Linked DNA regions of Sus scrofa: region 1 is linked to region 2. Evidence: chromatin contacts called from public HiChIP or PLAC-seq data. All regions are on one chromosome and are shown on one strand. The core of a region is the stretch at or near the end of the contact, and the rest is flanking DNA. Distances in the headings are between cores, read along the strand shown. Region 1 holds the start of A4GALT (lactosylceramide 4-alpha-galactosyltransferase). Region 2 overlaps ARFGAP3 (ADP-ribosylation factor GTPase-activating protein 3).

Region 1 (5,861 bases), core at 1,233-3,732, 58 kb before region 2:
ACAGAGATGTTAGACCTTCATCCTCTGACCCAGTAATTTCATTTCCAGGAAATAACAAGAAATGCACACTCACAGCCTAAGGAAGAAGGCAATGGTATAGTCCCTCTGGAGGCCAGCTGGCTCTAGGTGTAGCCGCTCTAGAGGTTCACATGCATCAACTACCAGGTAATTCATTACCTTTCCAGAAAAAAACTGGCACTGTGTAAATTCATCGATAAACTCAATGCAACATTATCTGAAAGAGCCAAATATTAAAAACGACCCTAAACGTCAAATGAGATCCATTAACGAGTATGACGAAACAATAGGTAAGCACTGAAAAATATTTACAATCGTCATCTCCAAGTGATGCGACTGCAGAAATTTTTCATCCTACTTCTTTCCGTTCATTCATTCAAGCAAAATGTAGTCAAGGCCTGAGCACTGGGCTTCAGACGAGATTCCTCCCTCCAGGAGCTTCCAGTCGGGGTGAGACAATGGAACGCAGGTTAATCAACAGGAGTTGAGGGCACGCCTCGGAGGAGGTGCATTCCAGACGGCACAGCCCAGCACAGCTTGGGTGGCCAGGTCGAAGGCCACACCCTCTACCCACCAGGAGGTGCAGTGGGGTGGGGGGAGTGAGGGGGGGGCTGTTTTCACACCTTTCTTCTCATCCCCTCCTTCTCCCTTTCCTGTTGCAAATGTCCCTGGCAGCCACCTTGTCTCACTTGGCCCTGATCCCAATTCTGACCCTTGGGGAACCGGCCCCCTGGAGCCCTTGGAGATCTGGCCCTCCGTGGCCACGTGGGTTGGGGAGCTGCTGGCTGGGACTCATCTGGTGATGCGGTGGGTCCCAATTTCCTGATGTTTCAAGGAAGTCACCTCGAAAGATTCTGCCAAGCCTGCACACACTGTGGACCTGGGACCCTTGCACGCGTCCAGAGGAAGTCCACTAGCCTGGGCAGCTACCTGGCTTCGGATGAGTATTTTAAAGAATTTCCACTTCGGAGTTTGTCCTCTTATTAAGTGGCCCTAGCAGATAAGCGGGGACAGGCACTAGAAGCACCAGAAACACATGTGGGAGGAAAATGAACAACTGAGAGGATTCCGTCTCTGACTCTCATTTTCTTTTCTTTATTTGGGCCTGATGCGGAGACTCCCCTAGGGGCTCTGGCTGTGGGAATGTGGGGGGCAGGCGTGAGCATGGAGGGGATAGTCCGGCCAGCCTGGGCCCTGCCTTGTCACCCTGGGCCGGGTGGCTCCCCCTTCTCTGGGAGGAGGTAACAGTGGGGGAGTCCTTGGGCAGCCCGGGGAGGGGGTGCCAGAGTGAGTGCACATCCCATGCTCCTGGGTGTTTGATAAAGGAGGGCCTAGCGGCCTTCCAGAGACCCCCGGGGCCTTCACAGAGCAATCACTCCATATCTGGGGGAGACAGAAAGGGTGTCCTCCTGAGAGGGGGGTGGGCAGGGGAAGTGGCTTTGAACCCTCTCAGAGGTAAAGGGTGGGCAGCGTCCGGCAAGGAGGTGGGACCTTCCACTCGCAGGTGTCAGATGAGGAAACTGAGGCCAGGGTCTCCCCTAGGACGAAAGGGAGTGGACCCTCAGACTGGACCTCCCAGCCAGAACTTCTCCCAAGCACACTGCAGCCCCCAGTCGGACCCAACCTTCCCAACCTGGAGAAGAGGGAGGGAGAAAAGCAGTCCGGAAAGAGGGGGGCTGCGGACCGGACCTCCGAGAGGGAGCGCTCAGGCCCGACCTTCCCACTCCCGAGCTCTGACCCAGGCCATCCCTCCACGTGGAGGGCCCTTCCTTCCTCTCGGCCGTCCACAGCCTCAGCATCCCTAAGGGCCCAGAGGGACGCCTCCCGGCCGGCAGCCTCGATCCCGCCGGCCGCTCCCTACTCCTCTCCCCAGCCGCACCCGCACCAGGGCCCGGGGCGAGCACAGCCGGCAGCGAGGCCTCCCGAGGCGATTCCGCGCCCCCCAGACAGAGCGACGCGGACCCGGCTTCCCACCCGCAAGGGCCCCTCTCTCCCACCACGGCGCCCGGCCCTGCAGGGGCTGCCCCGAGGGCTCCCGGGCGGGGCGCGCCCTCCCCGCGCCGGCCGGGCTCCGGGTCCAGCCGCCGCGCTCAACTTCGGGCGCAGTCGGGGTGGAGGCGGCGGCCGGGGGACCAGCGCGCCCAGTCGGTGCGCACACCAGCGTCCCTCCAAAACAGGTGGCCCGGGCAGGCGGGGGCCCAGCCCTCCCGCCCCTCCGCAGCCTCTGCTCCTTCCCCTTCCCCTTCCTTCTCGCAGCGCTCCTCCCCTCCGGGGCCCGGGGCGCCCCCAGGTCCGTGTTCCAGAGCCCGTCCAGCTGGACCCTGCGCGCGGCCCCTCGTACCTCTGCTTCCCGCGGCTCCGGGAGGCGGACCACGCGGGCCCTCTGACGGGCCGGGCGGCGAGGCGGCTGGAAGGGCAGCGCCGGGAGTCCAGCGGGCGGGAGCCCCGCCCCCTGGCCCGGGGCGTGGTCAGCGCCGCCCCGCCCCTGAGGGGGGTCCCCGCTCCCCAAGCCCGCGCGTCCGCCAGGCTCCCGGCTGCACCATCACCTGCCTGCGGGCCGACAGGTAGGGTGCGCTTTCCGTGCACCCCTGCCGTTTACTCTGTGGGGTTTTTATCCCATTTCCCCCATTTAACAGATGAGAAAAACGAGGCTCAGCGCGGTTGAGTAACTTCAGCGTCATGCAACGGAGAGGGGGCAGTATGAACTCTGGCCTGACTGGTGCCACTGTCCCTCCTGCGCTCCTCACCGTGTGACCCGTGCTGAACGTCTCGGCAGCATCACCCCGTGTTCAACCGCACAGCCCTCGCTGCTCTGTCCTTTCCTCCCTCGCTCTCTGCCTGGTCCATTGCAAACTGGCTGTGCTGAGCTCACTTCCTCCTCTCACATCCTCTTTCGCGGCTGATGGGCTGATGACCAGTGCTCGGGCCCCTGAGAAAAAGCCCACACTCCATCGCAGCCCCGACAACAGCCTGCCACTTAGAACGTCCCAGATTATTAGCCTTTGAATGAATGAACCAGCATAAAAATTCCACCAGCTCCCCCCCCCATCCGACCACCTCCTGGGATGGCGCCCAACTTCCCTGTTGCTCTGGGGACCAGGCTGATCTGCCCCTCCTGGCCCGAAAACCCCCTCCCCTTGTCCACAAGATCTTACCCTTTAAGCCAAGACACTGATCTGGTGGTTCTGCCCTCTCTCCCCTCTCCCCAATCAATCCCATCAATTCACATGCTCTTACTTCTCCTATTATCTTAAAACTAAAAGCAGAGAGAGAGAGAGAGAGAGGAAATCAAAAAACCTCTTAGGACCCCTTTGCCCCCTCCAGCTACTGTTGCCTCATTTCCTCCCATTCCCTTCACGGCAAAAGTCCACCAAGTGTCATTTCTCCAAGCTGTCACAGTCTCTCGCCTCCCATTTTCCTTGAAAACCCATCTAATCAGGTTCTTGCCCTTGTCTCCACTCTTCCCCCTAATCTGTCATTTTGCCCTCCCCCCCTCAGTGGCTCCCCATTGAACTCAGAAGAAAAGCCCACCCCCGCTGTTGCAGGGAGGGGGTGATGCGGTTGGAAGAGCCCACAGGCCAGCCCTGCTCTGCCTCAGTTTACTTATCTGCAAAGTTCTGCCTGGGGAGCCTGGCCACCCTGGGACACCGTTTGAAGTCTGGGAGAGAGAAAAGCATCCTTTTTCTTTGGCGTGGGCTCTGGGCATGTTCTCTTCTGCACCAGGAGTAGGGAGTGTGTAGACCAGAGCTTTAAGGTGCCTCGCCACCCGGTGAAGGAAGGGCGCCTCCCAGAACAGAGGCAGGCAGGCCAAGCTCTGAGACACACATAGGGGAACATGACAGCCCCGGAGCCTCTGGGTCCCTCGGGCCCTCTGGGCCTGATCTGACTGGCCCTCGGCTTTCCCATTGTACACTTTGGTTTAACCAGAGGAGCTGGATTCTTTTTTCCTGTACAAAGAAGAATCCTAATTGATACAATCTTTCACTACGGCACTTGCTGCTCCACCCATAAGCAGGCTGGAGCCTCTCCCATTTTAATAAAATGCACAAGAAAACAAAAAGCAAAACAGAGGCCCTCTGTTCACCCCGTTACCTCCCATCCTCTCCTGCCTTCCCCCAGAATCATCTCCACTTGCTTTTTCGGATCCTTCCCTCCCCAGTGCCACCGGCCTGTTCTCACCCGCCTCCTATCCCCTACTGAGGACGGAGTCCCTTGCCAGAGTCATAGCGAGCTGCTTGTGGCCAAATCTTGATACTGAAGGATGAATAACAGTATTTTCATTGCGCTTAATAAGTTGGGAGGTGTTGGTTTGTGTGTCTGATTTCTTTTATGGGTGTTAATGAATTAGAGAGACATATTTGCTTTATCTGTGTAATCAGAGAATAAACTCAAGCCCTGGGCTGGAGGCCTGGGGGGAGGCAAGAACTGCACTGCCCAGAAGAAGGGCCAACTCATGGCAGATGCACAGGACCCCGGGCGGATGAGGCCCCTTCAGGAACGAAGTGTGGGGGTCCCACCCTCAGTTGTCCAGGAGAAGGATCCACAGAGAACACTCACAATGGTTGAGTAGCCAGGTGTCACCCAGGAGAGGCAGTCAAGCCCCGTGTCCCAGCCAAGGACCAAGGTCAAACCTCTAAATCAGTGACCTCAGCTGGTCTTGGGAGATTGTCACAAATGTGAGAGGGTATAGAAGGTCCATCCACAAAGCCCTGGGGAGAAACTACGACAAGGACAGGACAATCCCTACGGGGGACTACAAGCCAGGATGGAACTGATGCTTGTGGTCTTGACATTTTCAAAGAGTCTTAAAGAGATGGAGTCGGTCTCAGATGCAGCCTTAAGAAACCTGTAATTGTGGTTTAAATTGACAGGGGATTGGAGTTCCCTGGTAGCTCAGTGGGTTAGGGATCCCTGCTGTGGCTTGGGTTGCTGCTGTTCAGTGTGGTCCCTGCTGTGGCTTGGGTTGCTGCTGTTCAGGTTCGATCCCTGGCCCAGGAACCTCTGCATGCTGCGAGTGCAGCCAAAAAAATAAAAATAAATAAATTGACAGGGATTTACTTACTCAAGTTTGTAATCAAGGTTGGAATACTCGAGAAACGTTGGATTTCTAAGGTTTCTTTATGAGCTAGAAGGGCTTTAGGGTCCACAGAATTCCCAGGGACTGAGATGGCCTGAGAGCAGCAGTTCTATCAGCAAATGCAGTGGGTGGTTAACAGGCTGCCCCTCTGCTTCTGGTGGCATTTGACAGTTGTCCATGAACCCTGTGTGCCCTTGGCCTCCAGCCCCTCTGACGCATCATCCTCTGGTGGACTCTTTGTCTTCAAACCACCCCTGCCACACACAGGAGTCCCTGGGTGCTTTTCCAGCCCCCTCTCTCCTTGCCCTGTACTTGGCCCAGGTGTCTTGCACACATGCGGCCAGGCTTCCATCCCATCCTGGCCGCCTTCCAAAGCTGAGCCCTTGTCCAGCCTGCAAAGGAACTGCAGGTACCCAGAGCCACCATCCGCTCAGCCTCTTGAAATGGCAGCATCAACACGCACAGGCCCTCATTTCTCCCCAGTCCCCCACCAAGTCTTGCCGATTTCACGTTCTCATGTCTCAAACACCGCTTCTCCTCTCTGTCCCCCTGCAGCAGCCCTCAGCCAGCCGTCAATCCATCACCCAGTCCTTTCTGAGTACTCACAATCTTTGTGGTCCTACAAGCAAGATGGACCCGGGCTGCCATTCGGAGCCCAAGCCAGCACTTCTCACCATTCTCGGTGGACTGGTTAAAATGCAGATTCTGATGCTACGGGGCTGGGCTGGGGCTGTGACTCTGCATTTCTAAGAGGCTCCCAAGCAAT
Region 2 (6,179 bases), core at 1,674-4,173:
TTAAATTGTGAAATCCAAGAAAGCAGAGTCTTACACACCTTCTGCAGTTTCCAAACCCCATGCCAAGTCTCTCTGATTCCACCTTTTTTTGGCCACTCATGTTCATCTTTTCCTCTTTCTTCATCTGAATTTCAAGATCCTTATAGGCTAATCGTAACGATGAAACACTGCCAGAAAAACCAAATGCTCCTTAATTTAGCTTAATGCTGTGTTCTTAAATTAAAAAAAAAACAAGAACATTAAACACATCGCTCGTACTTTTAGCTTTACGCTTCTTTCCAAAATTAACAATTATGAAGGCAGGCTGGCATATTTTGTAAAGGTCTGTTTTGAGTAGATGCTCAAGAAAATGTGAATGAGTTCATAGCTAGTTTTTGGTGGCTGATGAAGTTGCACTGCTTATTATCATGTAATAATAATTTATACTGAGGCAGGAGGTAGATGGGCTCTAGGGTAACGTTTGCCAGAGCCTCTTATTTCCGCTCCTCGAGGCAGGAGGCAGGTACAACTGTTGTCTTATTTACGCTTCCTGAACCGGGAGAGAGGTGGGCGCCGGGACAAACATTTACAAGCAGCCCCAGCTCTGCTTCAGGCCAGAAATAACACCAGGCACGAGGCACATAACTGGTGCTCGTCGTCTGTGAACCCGCCAGACCACGGTAATGACAGGACCAAGGCGGCTGAGCCCCGCGTGGACAGAAGAGGAGAGAGTCCCGTGCTCCCCATCCTCCGGGTCAGGGAGACCCCAACTACACACGCAAAGAGACACCCCTCTGGGTCAGAAAGGGGGGGGCAGGCCATAATAGGTCTGGATAAGCTTCCCGCCACGCTCTGCTCTGCTCGGGAACCCATCTGGGCCAAAAGACGCGCACGCAGACGGGAGAGGGTCCTGGGTCTGGTCAGGTGCCAAAGATAAAACATCATTGGCCCAAGGAAGACAAAGACCGGGAGACCTCTCCCCCTCACGTGGTCTAGGTCACCTCTCCGGGGCGCTGCTCGTGCGGGGGGGATGCCTGCACCCGCAGGCCTTCGGCCGTGGGTCGCTGCCTCACCTCCGCCCGAGACAAACGGGCGGCGTCTCCGCGCTCTGTGCTCTCCCGCGTGGGGCACTGCGTTTCTCACCGTGCACTCTATACCTGTGCTCACAGCCTCTGCCTCCGTGAAACAGTCGTGCTTTCAACAGGGGCCACGGATCAGGGCCCTTCTGCTTTCAGCCTCTAGCTGGCCTGGTGACTAAGGTGCCTGGTTTTCATCCAGGCTGCCCAGGTCCAATTCAGTTCCTGAGCAGAGAATTAAGACCTCGCTTCCAGCCGCCACTCACGGCTGTCCCTCCAAAATCAATACCACTTAAAATGTCATGATGTACCCTAAAATTATTTCTCTATGGGATAATAGAAGCAGCATTTCCTACTTGGACTAATATTTGACTGAGTACTTCCACTTTTCATGTCAAAAATTCAAAGTTAGTCTCATCGGTTTGCTTCGGTTTGAGATAAAGCGCATACGTAGATTTAACTTTAAAACGCACGTGTAGATAAATTAAGAAGGGATTACTTCATTGCAAAAGGATTCTTCAGGTTACAGGATTATTTCCCATGGGATCTCTTCCTGTGATCAGGCTCGTTTACAACGGAGGAGCCATTCCTCAGCCAACACCTTCTTCTGTACCGTCATTCAGCCACGCAGCATCTGCCTTTCAAATATCTGTGACAAATACTGCACCTTGGGGGACGGGGAGGATGCACCAAACACTGCCCTCACTCTCAGATTTCTAAAAACACTACAAACACTGAATTTTTCATAAAGAAAACCAGGCCCATATTAGCAACCACACAAGCGATTTATCATATTAGTAAGAAAGCAACAAAATTTCAAGACCCTGAAAAATGACATCCTACCTCATCAGGATTTCTAGGCTATCATCCACTGCATAAAATGGCACGCGTCCTCGTAAGAACGACACTATCTAAGGTCCATGAGGGAAGGACAACAGAATTTCTTACTAGGGAAAGACACGCTTGCTTTGGCTGTTTCCCTCCTTAATGGTGATGCAGGATTTCTACTTTGATCTGGCAGCTTGTTTTCTTTACTGTTATTCCTACTGGAATATGGGTAATGGCAACATACTCACTCCATTGCTCAGAAAATAAGCAACACTCTTTCAGGTATAGTTTTGGAGGATAACATCAGATCTGTGTACCTAGAGATCTGTGTCACTGTGGGAACAGAGTCTTCTGGAGAGGAAGGGCTGGGAGTGAGAAAGACATGAGAGGGAGCATCTTCCTTCTTGGGGCATCTGACGTGCGGCTGGGTCTAACCCTCGTCCAAAGCATGAATTAACACCAAGAGACACACTAAGAGAACGAAGATGCCAGAACTGCGAGCTTCTCAGACCCGCAGGAGCCCTTCCCAGAACCAGGCTCAGGGGAGGGCTGGCTGGATGCTCAGGTCAAGCTCTGCCTGTTCTCACGCTTCCGGCCCAACTGTGCGCAGACCCGTGAGCTGCCACCCGGTGAGGGTAAGGCTGCTGCACGAAGAGTTTAGTTTTACCTCCAGATGACACAGAAGCAGTGCTGCTCCGACAGGTGAAGAAGCAGTGCTGCTCCTGACAGGTGAAGAAGCAAGCAGTGCTGCTCCTGACAGGTGACCAAGCTGAAGTAACTTTCTTCGCAGCCGCTTCAACAGCGACCTTGCCCAAGAGGAAAGAAGCAAGCCCGGGCACTTTCCCACGGCTGGCAGAGCCCTGGGTGGCGATGCTGAGCTCTGATGCATCTGAGCGGCGATTAGGGAGGTGGTGCAGCTGTTCTGAACCAGTCCACGAAAGGGGTCGAATTGGGCTTAGGTTCACAGTCCATAAACACCCCCCGCGATCTGCACCTTTGCTTTTATGCTGCACTGAGCAGTCCTGACGAAAGACACAAGCGACGGCTGGTGTGGTTTCTAACATGAACAGACTAGTTCCCATCCACCTGAGCTTCAGGGAGGGAGGCTCTGGCTTTCTGGATCTTTGTTCTGAGCAGGCAGGGGCTCTGCACGGTCAAACCTCATACAGGAGCCGTCTGGCAGAGCCCGTTCTCAGACACACTCAGATTTAACCATCCCCTTTCCCAGCATCAAAAGACCTAGCACAGCCAGAGATCAAGGTGAACTCTGTGACCGCTCCGCATTCCGGTCACATTTAACCTAAACTCAGTTTAGTGCTGCCCCCTACGTCCTGTGAGTTGAATGACAACAAGAAACAAGAAGCAATTTCATATCATCTGGCGAATCAGAATCTGCTTGGCAAACTGTTAGCACAAATAGTAAGAAGCCACACGGACTGCGCACCAATTGTGCGCCAGGCACTGCTTAATGCATGTTGATGAGCATGAACTAAACGAATCCTCAAAACAACCTCATCAAGGACTATTATTTTCTTCATGATGCAGCCTGTAGTCATGAACTCAAGCTAAAGCAGATACACATGAAGATAAGAGAAAACACCAGATAAATACAATAAACACACACACAAAGTCAGACTCCCAGTCGCCCTCCTTTCTTGGCTCTTATGCCCAGTCATGGGCACTTTCCAGGCAGCCGTATGTCCCTTCTCTTGTCAACACAAATGAAAACCTCTCAAGAGCCTTAAGTATCTACTTACGATACGTCCCTCGTCTGGCCGGGACGCAGCTACCAAACGCACTTTCCAGGACACCCTCCCCCACGGCGCTCCTCTCCTCTCCGCGTGACTTAAACCCACGGGCCTGACTCCAGGGTGGCCCACGTCACTATTCTCAAGTCTCCAGTCCAGGCGGAACCCCGTACAAACGTCGGGCGCCCTCTGCTTCCCTCGAAGGCTCTTCTTGCTCCGCCTCCTCTGTGCCGAGTCCGACTCGGAGACCCTCCAAGATCCAGGCTCAAAACCTCTGAAGGTATCACCCGACCCACAGCCTTCTGTGCAAGAGTTGGAATTCAGTCGCCACGGGGGCTTCCCAGGATAAATACATTTTTCATTACCGAGATATAACTCACATACCACAAAACTGACCCTTTTGAAGTACACGATTCGGTGGTGTTTAGTATACTCATGGGGTCTGCTGAACATCTCCAGTAATTCCAGAACTTTTCATCACTCCCCAGTGAAACCCATTACTCGTGACGCCTCATTACCCTCCCCCCGCCCCCGTCCCCAGCCCCTGACAGCCACCAACCTGCTTTCTGTTGCTGGATTTGCTTAATTTGGACATGCCATATCTAAGGAATTATACAGTATGGGGTCTTTTGGGATCCGCTTCTTTCTTTTTTTTTTAATTTCATTATCCTTTTTGGTTTTTTTTTTTTTTTTTGGCTGCACCTGCAGCATGTAGCAATTTCCAGGCCAGGGATTGAACCCACACCACAGCAGCAAGCTGAGCTGCCACAGTGACAAAGCCAGATCCTTAACCTATTGCACCACAAGGGAACTCCCAGCTTCTTTCTTAGCATAAACTTTTCAAGATTTATCAGTGCCGTAGCATGTATCAGTGCCTGCGTCCTTTTCACGGACAAATAATATTCCATTATACGAAGACACATATTTTGTTTGTCCATTCACTAGTTGACGGACACATGGGTTGTTTCTACTTTGGGGCTATGAGGATTAAGGCTGCTGTGAACACATGTACAAGTTTTGGTGTGGATGCGTGGGCACGTATGTTGATTTCTCTGCATATGTTCTTCGGAGTGGGACTGCTGCTGGGCACACTGTCACCGGTGCAGCACGAGGGCACCAGCTTCTCTGCTTTCTCACCCACACCAGTTACTGTATGTCTCCCCGTGAGTGAGGGGCATCTCGCTGTGGCTCGGACTTGCCTTTCCCTGGTGACAAAAGATGCTGAGCAGCTCTCCTGCATAAGTACCTGCAGACACGTCTCTGTCTCTCCCTTCTCGTGTCCCCCCTCCCAGGCCTGCCTGTACAACTGCCACCGGAAATGGCAGCTGCCCTCCCTCCCCACCCCTCTCGCCTTCCAACCTACACGGCCCTAGATGGGTATTAAGTTTTTGCACACCTAAACTCTGCATTAGCCTCCTCGCACGCACATGGAAAGAGGAATGGCGCTTGGAAAGCTGGGCTCAGAGCTGTTTCTTGGACAGGTTCAGCCACGAGGACGCGCGAGTGACACAATCACACTTACATCGATTCCTCCTTAGAAGCCGTCCTGGCCAGAAGGTCTTCCTGTTCCTTCATCTTATCTACAGCTTGGGCTTGTTTTTCAATTTCATTAAAGCTCGTATTCGCCAGTTTCTGGGCTCCCAGACTTCCTTTTTTGGCCCCAAGCTGGAAGACACAGCATAAGATTACATTCTACCCCTGACTGTCTGGAGCTGTCTGCGAACAGCTAACACGCATGGGGGGTGAGGACCCCGACCTCACGACTCGGTGAGGTGGGGGTCGTCACCAGCCCTGGTGACAGGGGCACACCTGAGGCTCCTGCCAGGTGAGGGACTCGACCGAGACCACACGGCCAGCAAGTGACGAGTGGGGCTCAGACGCCGCGCCTGCCTCCAGAGGGGCTCTGCCAGGAATCCCAACCTCTGAACGCCCCCCTGCCCCGTGACCACCCTCCAGCCCTGGAATAAGAAACGTTATTAAACACGCGTTCTAGAAAATCTTCAGCAGCCTGACATTCACCATACTGGCCAAAATAAACTTAACCAAAGCCACATTTACTGTGATATGGCTCGAGATAAAGACCAGCGAGATGACAGCGGTGGTTTTCTTGAGAGCATAACCCATCTCAGAGCGGGACCACCAGAGACCTTACACAGAATACTTACTCCTCGTCTGGCCTGATTTGGTTTCTTTTTTATGATGGAGGAAACCTCTGCCAAAAAATAGAAAGTGGAAAGTCAGACCAATGGAAATACATAATTTTTCTATTTTTTAGTGTTTCTTAAAAACATTCTAAGATACTGTAATTATTGTTTAAGAGGCTATAACTTTTTCCACATTAGTTTGCTGTCAAGAAGAATCAAGTATATGAGTGGTTTTTTTTTGTTTTGTTTTGTTTTGCTTTTTAGGGCTGCACCTGCGGCATATGGAGGTTCCCAGGCTAGGGGTTTAATCAGAGCTACAGCTGCCAGCCTAAGCCACAGCCACAACCATGTCAGATCAGAGCCTCATCTGTGACCTACACCACAGCTCATAGCAGCGCCGGATC

What was found. HiChIP or PLAC-seq counts read pairs in DNA pulled down with a chosen protein or histone mark.
Region 1: a contact with region 2 is called in an H3K27ac HiChIP or PLAC-seq map of alveolar macrophages. The contact joins the promoter of A4GALT here to the enhancer-like site in region 2. A contact is called at or near these places in 3 of 5 promoter capture datasets (fetal liver, fetal skeletal muscle and liver), 16 of 47 Hi-C or Micro-C datasets (adipose tissue, blood, differentiating spermatogonia and 9 more) and 1 of 2 datasets of contacts at active chromatin or transcription factors (alveolar macrophages).

The regions. Positions count from the first base shown.
Region 1 is chr5:6,080,414-6,086,274 of Sscrofa11.1, reverse strand. It overlaps A4GALT (lactosylceramide 4-alpha-galactosyltransferase), which reads right to left and starts at 2,482. Exons shown (of 3, transcript XM_005663760.3): 1 at 2,360-2,482.
Region 2 is chr5:6,022,500-6,028,678 of Sscrofa11.1, reverse strand. It overlaps ARFGAP3 (ADP-ribosylation factor GTPase-activating protein 3), which reads right to left. Exons shown (of 16, transcript XM_003481526.4): 8 at 5,797-5,843; 9 at 5,154-5,296; 10 at 39-167. Among named protein-coding and RNA genes, the nearest start is that of ARFGAP3, 31 kb to the right of the region's middle. Within about 2 kb of position 2,923, at least 17 of the 83 cell types and tissues checked have an H3K27ac peak or open chromatin away from gene starts, as enhancers often do. A contact at or near this core is called in alveolar macrophages, where this site is marked.